2 separate regions of the Sus scrofa genome follow, and region 1 is linked to region 2. A link is a contact called in public HiChIP or PLAC-seq data. All regions are on one chromosome and are shown on one strand. Each heading gives the region's core, a stretch centred on a gene start, on an enhancer-like site or on the middle of the called end of the contact. The rest is flanking DNA. Distances are from core to core; before and after follow the strand shown. Region 1 holds the start of ZNF410 (zinc finger protein 410). Region 2 holds the start of DNAL1 (dynein light chain 1, axonemal).

Region 1 (7,071 bases), core at 2,543-5,042, 200 kb before region 2:
TTCCCAGGCTAGGGGTTGAATCGGAGCTGTAGCCACCGGCCTACGCCAGAGCCACAGCAACATGGGATCCGAGCCGCGTCTGCAACCTACACCACAGCTCAGGGCAACGCCAGATCCTTAACCCACTGAGCAAGGGCAGGGACCGAACCCGCAACCTCATGGTTCCTAGTCGGATTCGTTAACCACTGCGCCACGACGGGAACTCCACAAATCCCCCTTCTAACTCTACCGCCACTACCCTACTCCAGGCCACCATCAACTCTCACCTTAAAGTACTGTTACTGCCTCCTAACTGATCTCCCTGCTTTTTCTCTTTGCCTCCTTCCATTCTATTCTCTTCACAGCAGTAAATATCGTCTCAAAATGTGAATCCTATTATGTCACTCTCTTGCTTGAAACTCTTCCAATGACTTCCTAATACATCTAGAAAAAAATCCAAACGCCTTATCCTGGCCTGTAAGAACCTATGTGATCCATTCCTGCCTCTCCAAAAACACTCCAGAATTGTTTTCCCTTACTTGCTCAGTAAGCTCCAGACAGAAGAACCTCCCTTAGCTCCTTGAACACATTAAGCTCTTTCCTATGTTAGGGATCTGCATGTGTCATTTCCTACTACCTAGGAATACTTTCTCTTCCATTGTTTAGCTCTTTTTCATTCTTCAGGGCTCTGAATAACTATCAACTCAGGTAGAAAGACTTGCCCTGATCACCTTATCCAAGGAAAGTTCCCCAACACCCACCTTTATTTTCTATCCCTACTGTCACTTACCACAATTTCTAATTCTTTTATTTGTTTTTATATAGTATTTACTTTTTGTCTGGCCACTCCCTAAATTTTAAGCTCCATAAACAAGGGCAGGAACTAATCTGTTCACTACTATATCTCCCTACACCCAGAACCTATCACCTATTACCTGGCAAAGTTCTGCACGTAATTTCTAAGTAATTTAGGTTTTCACGAGTCACTCTGATACTATGAAGCTCTAAGACTGTCTTTACTATGAGCTTAAATGGCTTTTATACAAGCTTCCCTGTAAGTAGCTAGTAGGCGCGGAATAAGAAATTGTATAATGAATGAATGACACTGAAAATGATGTCCAAAATTTTATCTCTACTCCTGACTTCCCTTCTGAACTCTGAATTTTCATTTTTAACTTATTGCTACATATTGCCATGTGGATATCCATCTTACATGTAAAAAGTCCAAAATCTAGACTGTCATCTTGCCCACTAAACCTGTTCTTCTTCCTGTCTTATCCATTTCAATTACTCCCTAATTTTCCTCCCACTCAGCTGCAAATTTCAGGGATTGAACAATCTCTCTCATCCACCATATTTAAATAACCAGTGGTTCTGATTCCCCCAAATGTATTCCTACCATAATGCTCTGCTTAGGTTTTTCATTATCTTTCAACTATACCATTAAAAAAAGGCTTCGGAGTTCCCGTTGTGGCTCAGTGGTTAAAGAATCCGACTAGGAACCATGAGGTTGCGGGTTCGATCCCTGCCCTTGCTCAGTGGGTTAAGGATCTGGCGTTGCCGTGAGCTGTGGTGTAGGTCGCAGACGAGGCTCGGATCTGGCGTTGCTGTGGCTGTGGTATAGGCCGGTGGCTACAGCTCTGATTAGACCCCTAGCCTGGGAACCTCCATATGCTGCGGGAGCGGCCCAAGAAAATAGCAAAAAATACAAAAAAAAAAAAAAAAAAAAAAGGCTTCTAACTGGCCATCTTGCCCATAAAATCCCTCTTTCCAATCCATCTTTTTTTGCAGACACTCGAATAATCTTTCCAAAACACAGGAATGCTTATGTCACTCCCCTTACTCAAAGTTAAGTGCCTTGGAATAACAAGTCAAGTCTCTAAGCATGGCATTTGAAATATTCAACGACAAGCCCCCAAATACTGTTCCAGTTGTGGCATCCACTATATTTCTCAATGAACCTTTACTCCAGGTACACAATGGATTGGCTACTAAATGAACATTCCAACCTATTTCAGTGCTCAATAGTAGTTCTTCAGTAATAAGACCCTCCAGTAATAAAATTCTCCAATCCAGTTATGAGCTTTTGAAATCCTTTCCAGGCTTTAAAATCCAACTCGAGGAGTTCCCATCGTGGCGCAGTGGTTAACGAATCCGACTAGGAACCATGAGGTTGTGGGTTTGATCCCTGGCCTTGCTCAGTGGGTTAAGGATCACCTTATCCAAGGAAGGTTGCCATGAGCTGTGGTGTAGGTTGCAGATGCGGCTCAGATCCCGCACTGCTGTGGCTGTGGGGTGGGCCAGCAGCTGCAGCTCTGATTAGACTCCTAGCCTGGGAACCTCCATATGCCGGGGGAAGCGGCCCTAGAAAAGGCAAAAAGACAAAAATAATAATAATAATAAAAAATAATAAAAATAAAATAAAATCCAACTCAAATGCCATCCTCCATGAAGACTGATCCCTTTCCCCCAGTCAGAACAAAACTTCCTTCCCTCTATGTTCTCACAGCACATAGTTTAACTTCTCTTTAGCAATTATTTCATTTTGCCTTGGGTATTAGTTATCTACCTGAATATTTTTTTTCAATGGTTAAGGTTCAAAGAATTTATTCATCCTTCTCCCATTAACTTAGCAAGATGCTTTGTACAAACTAAGCATTCAGGAAATATCTCCTGAATGAATAGGTAGGCCCCTTCATTTACAGAGGGGGAAAAAAAGGCGCAAAGTTAGCGACTAAGTAACTTGCCAAAAATTAGACATCCACTTAGATGCAAAACTTGAAAAACTAGAACCTAAATCCTTTGACTGCAAGTTAGTTGACTTTGTTCCACATAAAGATAACACAAAGTAGAATTTCTCACTCCTTAACAATAACAAAATGCCTTTGGCTTTATTTCAAAATGTTTCTTTTATTCTCTTAGCAAATATATGTTGCACGGACCCTTGTCCCCAAAGTGAGAGAAAAGCGAAAATTCTTAAGTTCCAAGTTAATAATATTTTACTTTCAAATTGTTCCTAAATGCGTTTCAGAGCCTCGTGCGGAAGTGGGATAAACTTTAATAAACTAGTAGAATTCTTTCCCATGAAAAAAACTTCAGAGGATAAATTCTACCTGCTAAATGAATACAGGCTGTAAACACTCACAGTCCACACCCTTGCCCTGAAATGACAGGCGAAGAAGAAACCAGCGGCCCAGCCCCTTGGAATTGGCAGCCTTCCTTCTTCCAGACACAGAAAGCAAGTGGACATAAGAAAGAGGGTGCATCTGGACTGAAACGTCCAGGGCAGAGTCCCCCTGGCATCCTCATTCACCTATTACAAATGGCCTAGTGAAGGGGCCTAAGGTCCGTGGGCAGGCCCCGCTTAGGGGGCTGTCCGGGAGCCCCCGCCCCGGCCCCGGCCCCGGCCACTCGCTGACTCGAGCTATCCGGGTTTGTGTTGTTCCCCCCATCCCCAAAACCAGGCAAAGGAGCCAAAATGTAGGCCCCAAAAACCCGCGAGAGGAAGAGCTGAAGCTGTGGGGCTTCAGACCGGCCGCTCCCGGTAGCGCCAGATCCAGGTGGGTGCCCCTGGGGGCGGATTCCCAAACCCCTCCGGGGTCGAACTCGGCCCGAGCTCCCGAGGAGCCGGCACTGGCGCGCTCCCTCTCGAGAACCGTCCAGCCAAGCGGGTGCGGTCGGGCCCACCCTAGAGCTCACCTTCCTGTCCCGGGCAGCCGTCCGTCCGTCACTCGGTCTCGAATTCCGTCCACACACAGCGTCTTCCGGCTCCCGCCGGAAGCAGCTCGACCGCGGGACAGGAAGTTTGGCCGCCCCCCACGCACACGCCCACTCGCTCGCCTCCGAGTCCGGTGATGGCCGCCTGGCCAGGGGTTCTAGCCCGAGGGCCGCTGGCCTGAGAGGGCCAAGCTGGTAGCGCAGGACTTGGTTCTGGGAGGGAAGGAACTGGGTCTCCCGCCTCCCACTCATTCCCTCTCGGCCTTTGGAGCTCCTTGGTCTGCGAAGCCCGAAAAAAACGGATCGTTAAAGTCTAGCCGTGACGTCACTGCTTCCCTGCTGCAGCGGACGGGGTAGTTTTTCCTGTCAGCTGAGATCAGTACAAGTTCCATCGGAGGCAAGCAAGAAGGAAAAGATCACCACTTAAATATTTATCAAAGTTCTCAGTGAAGAGGACCTCCAAGCTTCACTGCTGGAGAAGGGAACTTGCAGAATCTAGTTTTGCATTGCATACTGCTCGCAAGAAGAATTGAGACTTACGTGTATAACTTTTTTCTGCAATGTGAATTCCCCAGAGTCTGGGTTCTCTCAGTACATTAGGATGTAACGAGTTCTCGGATATCCAGACGGAGGCTAGAACACTTGAGTTTCAGGCTGGGTGCTACAACTTGTTAGAGCTTTATGTATTTGACTTTGTGAAGTTACTTTTTTGAGTACTTGCTGTGTGCCAAAGGATGAGGGAGGGACTCAACGAGGATAGTGGCAGTGGGAATTAAAGGCGTCTCTAAGAAGGATAGATACCTACTTTCAAGGATAAAGGCTAAAGAAACTAGAGAGGTAGTTTGAGTACACAAACAGATGGTGATTTATAAACAAAGAAGCAACACGTTTCAAGGGAAGATAATTCCTCTTTAGATAAGTAGAGTTTATCTATCCTAGGGGCCTATAGGATATTTACTTGGAGGTAAAGGTCCCTAGCTCAAGAGGTCAGAAATAAGATAAGAAGTTGGAGAGCTCCCTATGTAGCTCAATGGTTAATGAACCTGATTAGCATCCATGAGGATGGGGGTTCAATCCCTAGCCTTGCTCAGTGAGTTCAGGATCTGGTGTTGCTGTGAGCTGCAGTGTAGGTCAAAGACATGGCTCAGATCCTGCATTGCTGTGGCTCTGGTGTAGGCTGGCGGTTACAGCTCTGATTGGACCCCTGGCCTGAGAACCTCCATATGCCACCGGCCGTATGTTGTAGGTGCGGCCCTTAAAAAAAAGAAGAAGAAAGATATAAAATTGGGAGTTATCAACATACAGACAAGAGATGAAGCCCTCTCTAGGGATGAAATGGTCCAGGAAAAGTATATAAAACAAAGACGTGAAGGCCACTGAGGTTAACTGGAGTGACTGATTACTAACATGGTTCGAATCTACACAGAAGTATATTGCAGTTTGTAAATAGCTGACCGTAGACCAGCACAACAGGGAGTTCCTGTCGTGGCTTGTGGCTCAGCAGTTAACAAATCCGACTAGTATCCACGAAGATGCAGGTTCAATGCCTGGCCTTGATCAGTGGGTTAAGGATCCTGAGTTGCTGGATCCTTAAAAAAACCAGCACAACATTCAGGAAAATAGCCTCAATTTTACCATATTAAAAGGTTGATGACAATTAATAAAACAAACCTCTTATTTAGAAGTACATTAGTAGATCTTTAACATTCATGTTTACAACTATTGTTAATTTGCTGTCAGTCCTGTCATTTTCTGGGGTATTTGTCCTTTAAATCTTTTTCATCACTTAAAACTCAACGTGATGTCTATATCTATTTGTCCTCAAAATCTTCTTTTTTTTTTTTTTTGTCTTTTGTGTTTTAGGGCCACACTCTTGGCATATGGAGGTTCCCAGACTAGGGGTCTATGCCACAGCCACAGCAACAGCAATGTGAGATATGAGCCATGTCTTGCGACCTACACCACAGCTCACGGAATGCTGGATCCTTAACCCACTGAGTGAGGCCAGGGATCTAACCTTCATCCTCGTGGAGACTAGTCGGGTTTGTTAATCACTGAGCCATGACAGGAACTCCAGTCCTGGAAATCTTTGTAACTATTTGATAGCATGTGCCTGCTAACCAAAAATAAACATATGCTTTTATCAGTATATATGTGAATTGGAGTTCCATATATATATGAATTTTTAGGCAATATAGTGAATTAATTAGCAAAACACAAGTAGGTCATCTTCTACAGTAAATCTAGACCCTCCATCAACCTAACTAACCTTAGTTACTTAACTTCCCATACTACTCCCAACACAAAGCCTTTGCTCTCTTATCCCAAAAAGTGCTCCATAAGCTCTGGATTCCTCCAGGCCCCTACACACACATACTCTGCCATTAAGCCTTTCTCACATACAGTATGGAAAGACTATCCCAATTCTACCCTTACATCAAGTTTCAGTTGAAGAATTACGCAAAGCATTTCCAGGTCACTATGTGCTTTCTCAAGCATTTTATTTAAATAAAAGCCATTAATTAAAAAAATCTATTTCATATGATCTATTAAACATACCAAATCTCTAGTGATTTCAGAATATGATAGAAATATCATATTTTAGCAAAAGAAAAAAAGTAGATCACAATGAATTCAATTACAAATAACTGGATGTAGAGTACACATATAATATTGAGGATACAGGAAAGAATTATGATGTGCAACTAAGAAAATACCACCTATGGTCACATTTAAATCAAAAGTTATCTGTACTCTTAAGATTTTTTAATGTATCTTGAACAATCTTCTTTGTGCAAATGGAAATAAATCTGTATTTCCTTTACAAAGATATCTGTAGAGATTACAAAGAGGTTTCTTTTGAGATGCAAACTATCTGCTTTCCGATGTTACCACCTGTCATCATGGACTGGAATGCAGCTGGAAAGGAAAAAAACTAGGTTATCTGAAAACATAAGTGTCATTATACATCTTTACCATTATGTCAGGCAACATTATTAATTAGAATAATTTCTTCAATAATTTTAAGTATAGAAGGAAAGCGTCATGAAAAGAAACCTCAAGTATAACACTGGCAAAGTTACAGGAAAAACTAACCCAATTAACATTTTAAAGATTTGTTTTTACCTAAACTAGAAATGTTTAATTTGTATCTATATCCATATTCACTGTTACAGAGTCTGAAGACTAGAGGCAAAAAAGTATGAGTATAGGAGTTCCCATGGTGGCTCAGCAGTTAACGAATCCGACTAGGAACCATGAGGTTGCGGGTTAGATCCCTGCCCTTGCTCAGTGGGTTAACGATCCGGCGTTGCCGTGAGCTGTGGTGTAGGTCGAAGACGCGGCTCGGATCCCGCATTGCTGTGGCTCCGGAGT
Region 2 (6,781 bases), core at 217-2,716:
GTCCAATTTCTGATTTTTCAAAGAAGTCAGAAATCTATGTTATGATGTAAAATATCATTTCATGACATTGGAAGCTAATTTTTTAAAATTAAAAACATTTGTGGGACTGTATTTATGTATTTCTAGAGGGACCCCGAACTGGAAGTTTGCTCTCTCTAATTACTAGTTTTGATTCTTTATTTGATAATTCTCAGAGTTCATCCTTCCAGAATTATTTAGGGCTGGTTATTCCTTTACCTGAATATAAATCTAGATTCCAGAATTTTTTACTTTCCTTGGTTTTCAGCTAAACATCTGTGGAATAAAGTAAGGAAAGCAGAGGGGAAAACTTTTTTAAAGAGTAGCATTTAATCTCATGGTTGAGGGCAGGCATGGTTTCCTCATCGTTTCAATGTCTGTCCACTTACATAGTAATGGAATCACGAAAAGAAGAAAACTAGTTAAACTTATTTTTACAAACATCTCAACAGGCAGGAAAATCACATACTTTGCTAAACAGCTTTGGCGGGGTCTGTAACCAATCAACAACATTCCTTTTTAAACTACTAGTTAGAACTACCAAGTATGTAAGCATGACAGTGCTCACTGTAAGAGTTGAGGAGCATCACTAGGTAAAATCATTAATTCATTAAGAGCTTTGATTGGATAGATTGCTGATAGATTTCATGACCAAGACAGCAGTATTTCTCAAAGTGTTGTGGGGCGCCCTTCGATTTTAGATTCACTTGAAATGCATATTCCTGAACCCCATTATATAAAAAATTCATAATCTGCACTCCGATTTAGGCCAAAGTCATACCTATGCATACTGAAATTTGAGAAACACTACCCTAATATACTCTATCTAGAGAGGGTTTTACAATGTCACTAATAACTGAACTGACAGGCATTCAGAAGGCAACCTGAGCACATCACAGGTTACAAATACGGCACTCAGTGTTACACATATTCCTCTGGTAACCAACACACACACACCCCATCTCACCAGGGGGACTTTACTTCTCTGTAAAAAGATATCCTTATTCACACTCTGCCCTCCATCGCCTTTCCCACTCTAGAGCGCTCTTTTTCGAGAATTTTCTGCTCTGTGCCCTCCCCTTTCTCTGCCAGAGTCTCTCCACATTAAACCAACCTCCAACCCGACCCAGGCCGTCCTTCACCCCAGACCACCCGGTGCCACGGCTTCTCTTTTCCCTCAGGCCTCTGAATCCACCGAGCTAGCATCCGGCTCCCTTCCACTGTTCGAGGATCATCCCCACCATCCACTCTCCGCCGTTTCCCTTTTTCATTTCCAATCTTCTCTCGGCTTTGGCTACGAGGCCTGGAGGGTACTCACCATTCCGGCGGTTGCTACTGTCACTGCTCTGGTTGCTAGGGCCCCGCCGGGGTCAGTGCGCACGCGCACTTCTCGGAGCTCGCCGCGGATCTCTACCCCGGCAGCGATCTTTTCTCTCCGCCCTCAGGGTGGCGCGAGCGGGGCATTGTGGGACTGCGCGACCTTCGCCTGGGTCCTCCCGCTCCACGGCTGCCTGCTTCCCAGAGACTGCAGGGCAGCTACTGGTGACGTCAGGAGGGCTCGGCAGCTTAACTTCGTAGAGAGGTCAAGAGATGGCTTTTTCTGTTGTGAAAGTAATTTCAGCTAATCTAGAGTGACGTACCTGCCTACATTTTAAAACTTTAAAACCTCCCAGTAACAATTGCCCCTCCCATGAAGGAACTTTAAAAATCCATTGCCCTTGCAGATTGCCCTTCCCGTTTCTTGACTCCTTGCTGTCATTCACTTGGCCGTCTGACTGAGAATACCTGGACGCGGCTGAATTTCTTCAGTTAGCTTCCCCCAACCCCTTAAGGCGGCCGAAAGCATGAAATGTTGGTTTTACATAACCAAGGTTTCCTTTTTTTACCCCCAACTATCAAATTAGCCAAAAATCGTAAAAATACCCAGAGTTGCTAGGGGTATGGAGAAGGGGGGACACATACATACACTGCTGTTTGTAATTGATAAGCCTTTCCCGAGGCTGTTGGCAATAATGTTTTAAAAGCTTTAAAAACTTTTGCACTTCTATGACCCTGCAGTTCCACTTCTGGGACTTCATCCTGAAGAAATAATCAGACAAATGCACAGAGATATACATTCAGAGTTTTAATAGCAGAAAGAAAACCCAATGTCAACAAAAGAGAAGAGGTATTATTAAGCATCCAAAAAGTGAAATAAATACTTCCATTTAAAATGTTGCCGAGGGAGTTCTCTGATGGCCTAGCTGGTTGAGGCTCCTGTGTTCTCTCCACTGTGGCTCTGGTTGCCGCTGTGAGGCCTAGGTTCAATCCCTGGCCCAGGAATTCCCATATGCTGCCTGTGTGGCAAAAAAGGGAGAAAAAAATACAAAATAAATAAAAATTAACTGTTGCTGGAATGCATCTATTCACATGCAAAGATAGTCATGATGTATTAAAATGCAAGTTACCAAACAAAATGGTATCATCCTCTTAAAAATTACACATAGCACACCATATATACGTAACTGAAAGGATATCATGAGTGTTTAATGGCTGTTATGGACTGAATTGTGTCCCCTCAAAATTAAGGTTAAATGAGACCATAAGTCTGGGGCTCTAATCCAATAAGGACTACTGTCCTTATAGGAACAGGAAAAGACACTGGGAATGGTATGCAAAAAGAAAAGGCCGTGGGAGGACACAGTGGGAAGGTGGTCATCTGTAAGCCAAGAACAGAGGCCTCACCAAAAACCAAGCCTATCTGTTCCTTGATCTTGCATTTCTAGCCTCTAGAACTGTGAGAACAAACTTCTGCTAAGCACCCAGTCTGTGGTATTTTTATGACTTGCAACACGAGCCAACTAATACAATGATTATTTTGCTTGTCTGTTTTCTTTTTTGGTTTTGCCTGAGGTATGTGGAAGTTCCCAGGTCAGGGACTGAATCTGCACCACAGCAGTGACCCAAGCCACTGCAGTGACAACACCAGATCCTTAACCTAATTTATCTTCCTGTGCTCTGTGAGATGCTACATCACCATAAGCAGAGCCCTTCCAAGGCCTGCCATCCTTGCTCATGATAAAAAGGAAATGGGCACTGGCGTTTTCAAAGGGCATACACCTTTCCCGATAGGCTGGATCCAAGGGGTCTTCCATTGTTTCTTTAACATCATATACTCCTGAATCAGTGACAGAGATTTTGTCTAGGTTAAAAGGCAGTCCTGACAGGATTAATCTACCACATGTACGGGCAGTAGTTGTGTTAGAGATGCAGTCACTGATGCTCACAACTGCAGCTGTATTTGGGAGAAACCTTGCCACAGAAACACCCACTCTGACTTTTTGCCAGAACCAGTCGCTCCCATGTTTGGACCTTTGACCTGGAGATTGAACAAAAAGAAGACAAATAGTTCCCTTCGTGGTGCAGCAGAAATGAATCCCACTAGGAGCCATGAGGTTTCAGGTTCGATCCCTGGCCTCACTCAGTGGGTGAAGGATCCGGTGTTACTGTGAACTGTGGTGTAAGTTGCAGACAAGGTTCAGATCTGGCATTGCTGTGGTTCTGGTGTAGGCTGGCAGCTGTAGCTCCCATTAAGCTCCTAGCCTGGGAATCTCCATATGCTGCTGGTGCGGCCCTAAAAAGACAAAAGACAAAAAAAACTGATTTGAAAATTGGTAAGACTAAATCCTATATCTCCAGGATTCTTTTATACATCATACAAAGATATTATATAATTATATAATTTTTAAAAAGATACTATATAATTATGACTATATTCCCCACAATGTACACTTCACACCTGTGATTCATTTATCTTACAACTAGAAGTTTTCACTCCTTAATCTTCCTCACCTATTTCTCCTCCTCCCTCTCCCCCTTGGAAAACACCTGCTTGTTCTCTGTATCTATGATTCTGTTTCTGTTTTGCTATGTTTGCTCACTTTTTTTTAAGTTTTAAGTATAGTTGATTTACAGTGTTTTGATAATTTCTGCTGTACAACAAAGTGATTCAGTTATACATACACACACATCCATTCTTTTTCAGATTCCTTTGCATATAGACCATCACAGAGTATAGGGTAGAGTTCCCTGTGCTATACAGCAGTTCCCCATTGGCTAGACATTCTATATACCACAGTGTGCATATGGCAGTCCCAAACCCTCAATCCACCCCTTTACCTATCTGTCCCCTTTGGTAACCATAAGTTTGTTTTCAAAATCTATGCATCTGCTTCTGTTCTGCATAAATTCATTTGTATGCTTTTTTTAGATTCTACATATAAGTGATATCATATGATGTTTGTCTTCCTAGGTCTGACTTACTTCACTTAGTACGATAATCTCTAGGTCCATCCTTGTTGCTGCAAATGTTATCATTTCGCTCTTTTATATAGCTGAGTAATACTCCATTGTATATATGCACTGCATCTTCTTTATCCATTCTGCTGTCAATAGATACCTAGGTTGTTTCCATGTCTTGACTGCTGTAAATAGTGCTGCAATGAACACTGGGGTGCATATATCTTTTCAAATTATGGTTTTCTCGGCCTAGACACCCAGGAGTGGGATTGGTGGATAATATGGTAGTTTTTTGTTTGTTTGTTTGTTTTTTGGTTTTTTTTTTTTTTAGTTTTTTGAGGAAACTTAATACTGTTTTCCATAGTGGTTGTACCAATTTACATTCCTACCAACAGTGACCCAAGCTGCTGCAGCTGAATTCTTAACCCACTGAGCCACGGCGGAAACTCCTTCTTATCTATTTGATGACAGCCTTTCCAACAGGTATGAGGTGCTAACACACTGTGGTTTTCATTTGCCAAATGAGTCCATTTTAAATACATTTCTCTCTACCATTCCACTTACCTTTGAGTGACTTTGCACAAATGTAGCTGTTTCCTCAAAGTAATCTAAATTTAAGTCTTTTATGATTGGAGGTAGATCTTCATAGCCAAAATATGGCAAAGCCAGAGTAGCAAAACCTTGACAAGACAGGAGACTCACTCAAGATTCACTTAACCCTTCATCATGAAACATGTCAAAGTTAAACCAGGAAAAGGACTATCTCTACAGGAGAGTAGTTTAATCCTGGATTATATGACAGAACATTTAATGGACTATGATACTCAGCTAACATTTTCTAAACCAAATTCTAGTTGTATAATTTATCTTTTTTGTTTTTTAAACATTTGCCTATCTGCTTTGAGAAGAAATACCCGTTTTGGTCAAATGGGTTTATTGTTGTGGGTGAAATAGACAAACAGGCTATGCTGAAGTTGTAAACATATAAAAGTTTTTATATTTTTCCCTCCATGAGGAAATCACTAGGAAATGGAAAAAATTATGAAAATTAGCTTCCAAGAAGTGGAAAGTGTTTTGGTTCGAAGTCTAAGTCCTGGAAAATTTAAGTAAATAGTTCTACAGGCTTTGTGAAAGTATAATATCTCATTAAAAAAAAAAAGATCCTGGAGCTCCCTTGTGTTGCAGTAGGTTAAGGATCCAGCCTTGTCACTGCAGTGCCTCGGGTTGCTGCTGTACCATGGGTTCAATCCCTGGCCAGGAGAACTTTCACATGGTGTGGGAGTGGCCAAAAAAACCCTGAGAATTTCTGTTTATTTTGTTTCTTTAACTTAATCCCCAGTATGGAAATTTTCTAGGGTCTTATAGGCTATTTCCAAAAAATCCCACTCTCTACTCCCCAGCTACAAAAACGTTAAATCTCTCATTTAAAAGGCTCTTAATTGTTCCTAAGGATCCTGAAGGTGAGAGTAGGGGACAAGCCAGTCTGGGCTTTTAAAAACCAATTTCTCTCATTGATTTGCTCACTCAGCCTGTATTTATAAAGGTCAGAGTTTAGAGAGCTCAAAGACTTTGCACCCTGATTTTAGCATCACCTAGCTGTGTGATTTGGTTAAAACACTTTAGGCCTTGGTTTCCTCATTTATACTATAAACAGACTGTTCTCTGATCTATGAAATAAGCAACACAACAGTTTTCTCATCATGGTGAAAGTCTCCAAGGTATTAGAGTATATCAGACAACAACAAAAGGTCATCCTATCTTAACATGAAGGCAGTGCAAAAAAGTGATCAATATGGTGTGACTTCAGTCATTTTAGGGCTTGAACAGATACCACTGATAGATAAAATTTGTATCCAATATTCTTGCCATTTTTTTTTTCAAGAAATGATAATGAGAAAGTTTAAACAAAACTCTGCTTTCTGGAGTTCCCATCGTGGCTCAGTGGTTAACAAATCTGACTAGGAACCTTGAGGTTGCGGGTTCAATCCCTGGCCTTGCTCAGTGAGTTAATGATCCGGCATTGCCATGAGCTGTTGTGTAGGTCACAGACGAGTCTCAGATCCCACGTTGCTGTGGCTCTGGCGTAGGCTGGTGGCTAGAGCTCTGGTTGGACCCATAGCCTGGGAACCTCCATGTGCCGCAGGAGCGACCCTAGAAAAGGCAAAAAGACAAAATAACAACAACAACAACAACAAAATCTCTGCCTAGCAGAGAAAGGCAAACAAGCATTTAAAGCTACAAACTGTATAGCAATTTTAAGTTTACTAAGAGCAAACCTGCAAGGTATATGCTTGCAAGCAATAGCTTCTATAGACTAGGAGTTAGGATGGGCAGCTGGCAGAAGAGAGGTATCCAAGCAGATTAAATTTAAATATCCTGGCCATCACTTAGGGGAATGAATGTCCCATCTGATGTCTAGGCAACAAAATAAAGGAATTAAGACACTCGTGTTATTTTCAGTTGATAAATCAGCTAGCAAAGCCAA

The links. HiChIP or PLAC-seq counts read pairs in DNA pulled down with a chosen protein or histone mark.
Region 1: a contact with region 2 is called in an H3K27ac HiChIP or PLAC-seq map of alveolar macrophages. The contact joins the promoter of ZNF410 here to the promoter of DNAL1 in region 2. A contact is called at or near these places in 1 of 5 promoter capture datasets (fetal liver), 1 of 47 Hi-C or Micro-C datasets (heart right ventricle) and 1 of 2 datasets of contacts at active chromatin or transcription factors (alveolar macrophages).

The regions. Positions count from the first base shown.
Region 1 is chr7:97,194,695-97,201,765 of Sscrofa11.1, reverse strand. It overlaps ZNF410 (zinc finger protein 410), which reads right to left and starts at 3,792. Exons shown (of 13, transcript XR_002346015.1): 1 at 3,679-3,792. It overlaps PTGR2 (prostaglandin reductase 2), which reads right to left. Exons shown (of 10, transcript XM_003128657.4): 10 at 6,173-6,615. The coding sequence ends at 6,539.
Region 2 is chr7:96,994,211-97,000,991 of Sscrofa11.1, reverse strand. It overlaps DNAL1 (dynein light chain 1, axonemal), which reads right to left and starts at 1,466. Exons shown (of 8, transcript XM_001926259.5): 1 at 1,337-1,466. The coding sequence starts at 1,339.